Regions from separate parts of the Mus musculus genome. Here region 1 is linked to region 2. Evidence: chromatin contacts called from public promoter capture Hi-C data. All regions are on one chromosome and are shown on one strand. The core of a region is the stretch at or near the end of the contact, and the rest is flanking DNA. Distances in the headings are between cores, read along the strand shown. Region 1 holds the start of Ube4b (ubiquitination factor E4B). Region 2 overlaps Kif1b (kinesin family member 1B).

Evidence for each region. Promoter capture Hi-C pulls out the DNA fragments that hold promoters and counts their contacts.
Region 1: a contact with region 2 is called in a promoter capture Hi-C map of hippocampal neurons, with 2.7 times the contacts expected there. The contact joins the promoter of Ube4b here to the enhancer-like site in region 2. A contact is called at or near these places in 1 of 39 promoter capture datasets (hippocampal neurons), 1 of 115 datasets of contacts at active chromatin or transcription factors (bone marrow-derived macrophages) and 3 of 9 other capture datasets (adipose tissue, liver and pancreatic islet).

What each region holds. Positions count from the first base shown.
Region 1 is chr4:149,424,952-149,427,959 of GRCm38.p6, reverse strand. Ube4b (ubiquitination factor E4B) reads left to right here and starts at 1,329. Exons shown (of 27, transcript NM_022022.3): 1 at 1,329-2,078. The coding sequence starts at 2,055.
Region 2 is chr4:149,218,279-149,221,477 of GRCm38.p6, reverse strand. It overlaps Kif1b (kinesin family member 1B), which reads left to right. Exons shown (of 49, transcript NM_001290995.1): 27 at 688-936. Among named protein-coding and RNA genes, the nearest start is that of Pgd, 53 kb to the right of the region's middle. Within about 2 kb of position 1,282, at least 59 of the 459 cell types and tissues checked have an H3K27ac peak or open chromatin away from gene starts, as enhancers often do. A contact at or near this core is called in hippocampal neurons, where this site is marked.

The DNA of each region.
Region 1 (3,008 bases), core at 80-2,579, 210 kb before region 2:
ATACTTTACTTGTGTGATTTAATCTGAGGCTACATGGCAATTATCATGTTTTCAGAAAAACAATGTAATTGACATCAGTGTAACTAGGGGTGCAAAATGGCTTACACAGAATTCATTTCCTGGAAAGTAGAATGCAGTCCTGAAAAGCCTGCAGCGATTTAATTTTACTCACAGACTCTTTGCATATCTAATAGTCATGTTCCCATTTTTAGCATGTAGCAAACAAATTGTAACTATTTTAGTCACTTCTTGTCCCCTTGGATAAGATCAACTGTAACTCTTTTAAACAGGAGTGGAATGTTTAAGATTATAGTTCAGCTAAGAGTAGCCGGTAATGAACCCTAGCACTTGGGAGGCAGAGGCAGGCAGATCTCTGTGAGTTCCAGGCCAGCGAGACCCTGTTTCAAATACATACATGTATACACATATACATACATTAATGTTATAGTTGGGTAATCTGTGATGGTGGTGCATACCCCAGCGTTCAGGCAGGATTTCAAATTTGGGGCTATCTGAAATACATAGCAAGATTCTGTCTCAAGAACAATTAAGAACGAGATGATTATGGCTTTTGTAAGCCATACGATATATACTTTGTGGCAAAATCTGGATTTTCACGGTTCTGTTAGATTTTTCAATTTGTATTTATACATTGATTGTAAAGTAAGTTTTTGTTGTCCGGCCGAGCTGGCATTACAAAGGGTTAGTTACTAAGTCATTGTTCAATACATTTCTCAATAATTTGAGTCTCTACACCCTTAAAGCAGAGCACCTCTCTAAAAGAACAAGGTAAAATAAAATTAAGATCCTGTTAGTTTTCTTCCATGGGTTTTCCTGGGGGAGGAAAAGAGTGGGACAAGGTATTTGCAGGATGGTGCTAAATGCTCCCTGCAGAAAGCAAATGTGTTTCCGATTCCTCAGTTCTTCTAATGTCTGTAGCCGGCTTGCAGCATCCTGGAGGATTTCCAAGTCACTCCACAGCAGGATCCACATGGGAACAAACTAGCACCGCAGAAACCCAAGGCGCAGGGGAGAGCCCGTGGAAGGGCCATATTCGGATTGGCACATCCTGCCCTCAGCAATTCTACCTGGGCCCCGCCCACCGCGCCCCTCGCCTCCGCTCAGTCTCCATGGTGACTGTCCGCCCCGCCTCCTCCTCGTCTCCTCTTAGCAGCCCCTCTCGCCCCTCCCCCCGCCTGGCGCCGCTCAGGGAAGAGGGGGTGGGGCAGGGGGCGGGGACAGGATGCAAGCGAAGAGGAAATCGGCGGCGCGACGCCCGCTGCTTATTGGCTGGCGAATCCCAGAGCGAGAAGCCCCGCCTCCCCGGCGAGGGTCACGTGACCCCTTTCAAAGATGGCCGCCCTGTTGTTTTGATGAATAATTCTTGGTGGGGCGAGGGGGTAAGAGTAGGGTTGGAGGGGTAGGAGGATTTACGCTTCCAGCGAGGGCTTCGCCAGTCCCGTCCCTCCCCTGCCCCCCACCGGGGTTCTCGCGTGGAGGCGGGGCGAGCCTGGCCTGCTTTTAGAGGGGAGGGGCTTCCCGGTCCGGTGCTGGGCTCTGCCTGGGCTGCTGTAGGGTCGCCGCGCCTCGGGGGCATCCAGTGTGCAGTGGAGCTGTTCCCGCCTGGGCCCAGGGGTGGGACCCGGAGCAGGGTCTGCGGGAGAAAAAAACGCAGCTGCCGCGTCACCGCCACGAAGACACGGCGCGCAGCGGGCACGAGCCGAGCTGGAGACCGCGCCGCCCGCCCTGGGTAACCTGGGAAGCTGAGGGGAGTCAGTGGCGCCTGGAGAGGACCCCATAGCGGTGGCCGTGGCCAGAGGCGGCAGCTCTGGGCGCTTGCTGCTGGAGGAGGCTGCGGCGGTGCGAGCGGCCGAAGCCAAGGCGATTCAGTGCCTCGTGTTCTTAGTTTTTAACCTCTGACTATGCAATTCTGAAACCTCCCCCATTGGGGGACCAGACAGCCCGATAGATACCTTCCACTCTTCCTTTGCTCCCGCCCTGGTCTCAAGAACTGAAGGATCTCTCTAACGCCTTTCACCATTAAGAGGAAAGCGATGGAGGAGCTGAGCGCTGACGAGGTGAGGAGGCTGGGGCGTGGGGGGGGGCACCTTGAAAGGATTACTTGGCAACTCTTTGGCGCTTTGGATGGGGACAGATTTTTGCCCTGGTGGTGTCGGGCTCTTGGGATTGGGGAGGCAACGGAGATGGCATTTTCAAGAATAATGAAATATAATGGAAGTAGTCATTCATCATCAGGTTGGCTGTATTGTAAGAAGCCCTTGGCTCCACTTTGGGCTACCGTCTCAGTATGTTTACTCGATCACTAAAATTCTCCAGAGATAGAGAATGCAAGAGGGTCTCTCGTTTTATTCTCCTTTATTCTCTCTCGTTTCTTCATTCGGAACTCCACTCGCTTTTCTTTCTTTTAGGGTCTGAAGACGGGGGTGGGGTGGTGAGGAGCATCTTGAAGGTGTTCAATCTTTTTAAAAGGGTGTTCGAGAAAGAGGGGCGCGATTTAGATCGTGGTATATTGTGTGTGTCTGCGTCGTCGGGGGTTTTAAAGAACAATTTTGCATAAAATCATGATGTTTAATGGCAGTTTTAAAGGGAAGGATTTGAAATCCCAGATACATGTGACCATTTCATTGTAATAAATTATCAAAGGTACCTTTGTGTTTGAGAGGTAGTTACAGATTCCTTGAGATTTAACATTAACAAAGTGTATATACTTAATAGTTAAAAAGATTCCAGTTAAATTACACTAATTTAACAGATTCCTAATGACTTCTGGTATTATGTTACTTTTGTCAGGACCCCTCCCCCTCAAACTTGGGTTGTACTGTGTGGGATCATCAGGAAAGCAGAGGCAGTTAGGGAACTAGGGATTTCTATGCCTCAGTTGATTTTTTTTTTCCCCTTGTCGTTTTACAAATTGAAAGCATTCCTTTCGAGATCCCAGCTGGCTTAATTTCTTCCCCTGCTTCCCGTAAGCTTCCCCTGCAGTATTA
Region 2 (3,199 bases), core at 33-2,532:
GGGAACTGAATCCCACAACTGGACTTACAGATGGTTGTGAGCTACTCTGTGGGTGCTGGGAACCAAATCTGGGTCCTTCCTCAAGAGCACCCAGTGCCTTTAACCATTCACCTTCTCTCCCAGTCCCAGGAAATGTGACCTTTGAGCTTCCTGGTTTCAGACTTTTGAGTTACTCTTTACTGTAAATGCCCTGTGTTGGTATGTAAGAAACCCAGAAATGGTGTTGCTGGTGTCAGCCTTTTCCACTCCACTCTGATAGCGGACTAGGGTTTGCAGACGTGGGCTGTGCAGACACAGCTCACTCAAGCCGCTTCAGCACACAGACAAGAGAACTCAGACACTTAAGGCCTTATTTTATTATCTCTGTCCTGAGTGGCTCCCGGAGGACAGGGTGCTCATCCTCTGTGTGAACTGAGAACATAAACATGTGTCGTGTGATATTTCCCTGAGATGGTCTACTCACGGATGCTCTTTGCCTTCCTTATTCTGAGGGTCTTTCCTTGTAGATCTCTTCAGCCTGCCCCGATCCCTTTGCCTGAACCGTGCAGCCTGTGTTCCTGTTGCTCTTTTGCTTTTTACCGTGATGATTCTGTCAGTGCATTCTGTCCTGTTGGCACCTGGGCATCCTGTTAACCGACTATTCCTCTCTCCCTGCCTGTGTTAATCGGCGTCTTACCTGGTGTCTAGCTCCCCTATTTTCCACGGCTGTGTGAATGAGCGCCTTGCCGACCGCACACCCTCCCCCACTTTTTCCACGGCCGATTCCGACATCACTGAACTGGCTGACGAGCAGCAGGATGCCATGGAGGACTTTGATGATGAGGCATTCGTGGATGACACCGGCTCTGACGCAGGGACGGAAGAGGGATCAGAGCTCTTCAGTGATGGGCATGACCCATTTTACGACCGATCCCCTTGGTTCATTTTAGTAGGAAGGTTGGTGAGGTCATTGTGAGAAAGGCCAAAAGGGACCAGCTCTTGTTCTAAATGCCTCTGTGCAATTTTGGCTAGAAAGAAAGCCTAGGCCTTATCTATCCATAAGGCACAATCTACTTAGTACTCTATACAGCAGCTTATGAAGACCACCTGGAGGACGGCTTGACCCAAATTGCCCAGTAATTTAGCTAAGACTCAGAGGTGGTTGTTTCAGTTAACGTGACTGTGGTTCAGATGTTTCATCTCTAAAAGAATGTGCTTATTGAAGCGTAAGGAATAGCACTAGCAGGGGCACAGCAAGCCCGAGGCCAGGCTGGGGAGTTTAGATCAGAAGCTAAAGGAATGCAGTGGGCTTGGTCATACAAAAGAATAGGAGTGCCTAGCTCTCTCTTGGCAATGATGGCTGCCGTGCTGTGTTCTGAGCCTATCTTGGGCTTCTGCCAGGAACAATTGGTTGGTTTCTGTGAATCTCAGGAAGTTATCACCAGCATCAGTATTTGTTGGCTGTACACGAGACTGCTTTACATTGAGGTCGTTGCTCCCGCTATTGCTGTGCATATCTCTCTGTCAGAGGCAGAGGTTCCCGGTATTTCTATCATCCGCATCCCCTCTTCAGATTAAAGTAATTTTAAATTTGACAATAAAATGCTCACTGCCATAAGCTGGATGTGGTGGTGCACACCCACAGTCTCCGCACTTGGCTGGGGTGGAGGCAGGAATATTAGGAGTTCAGGGTTGTACTTGGCTTCAAGTTATACCTGGTTGCAGCTAGCTTGGGATACATGATACCCTGTCTCAAAAAAAACAAAACAAAAAGATCAGGATTAACAATGCATAAGAAGCACAGAATGCTGAGCCCTTTTACAATAAAGGCTCTGTCACTGCTGGATGCTCAGCACCGGCTGCACAACAGCGCAGTGAGTCTCCTCACACGGCAGAGACACAGGACTAAAGCCTGGTTGTCACGTGGTATCCGACACCTAGGGGGACTCACTGTAGGAGATAATGGAAGAGTGGAAAGGAAAGCTTTCAGAGAAGTGAGCACCTAAGTTAATAAGGCAGTCTGCAGTTTACGCACAGTCCTCCATGAGCAAATGTGCTGAGATTACATGAGCACAAGTGTTGTTTGCTTGTGGGATTGCCAGTATTAGGATTTAGAGAAGTCAATTTATTTATATTAAAATTAAGAAAAGTATGTACAAATGGTGCTTCATTTTCTAGATTTCTGTGTCCCTCAATGTATTTCCATTCTATTCTATTCTTTTTTTTTTTTTTTTTTTTTTTGGTTTTTCAAGACATGGTTTCTCTTTGTAGCCTTGGCTGTCCTGGAACTTACTCTGTAGACCATGCTGGCCTTGAACTCAGAAATCTGCCTGCCTCTGCCTCCCAAGTGCTGGGATTAAAGGCATGTGCCGCCACTGCCCGGCTTTCCATTCTATTCTAAGGTGGCAGTTAGTCATGTCTGTCTGCCGTCTTCTACAGCACCACAGTGTGAGGAGTAGATGATGTCATCTTATGTGGCCTGGTCAGGAGAATCTTGACACAGTGGGTCCTGACATCTCTGTTGCTAACTCAGGACAAGCAACTCAAATGAGTTGGGGGAGGGAAGAAGGGTCTTAAGAAATCCTTTTTCCCTTCATCATTTATATTCTGTTACCCATACTAGCAAAATGAATGTAGCCATTAATACTTCTGCTTAGGACCAGGCATAGTGGCACATGACAGAGGCGGGCAGATTCCTATTCAAACTCCTGGTCTACATAGTGAGTTCCAGAAGAGCCAGAGCTACATAGTGAGAAAAAAAAAAAAGACTCCGTCTTGGGAGCATTTGCATCTTAGGTCAGCTTTGTGAAAGCGCTGAGGCAGACTCCTCCCCAATGGGGCCACTCACTAGGTTGAAGGACGTGTGGACTTTTGCGGAGCTATGGCCTCAGGAGTTGACTTTTCTGTTTGGATTTCTGGGTTCTAGAACTAACACTGTCTTTCAAAAAGGGGCTTGAGGTTTGGTGATGTGGCTGGAGAGAAGTCAGTGCTGATTTCCTATCACCACACAAGATACTGGGAGAAGGTGAGGTAACAGCAGTGAGTAAAGGGAAGAAGAGTTCTCCGTTTTTGCCCTCAGCCATATTTCTCCAGAAGAGCAGCAGCATTCAGCGGTGCAGTGGTGATGGCTGTGATGGGCGGTGCTGTGTTAGCGGGGTACCTCCTGTTCCTGTAATTCCCGCTGTGTTAGCGGGGTAACCCCTGGCCCTGTAATTCCCGC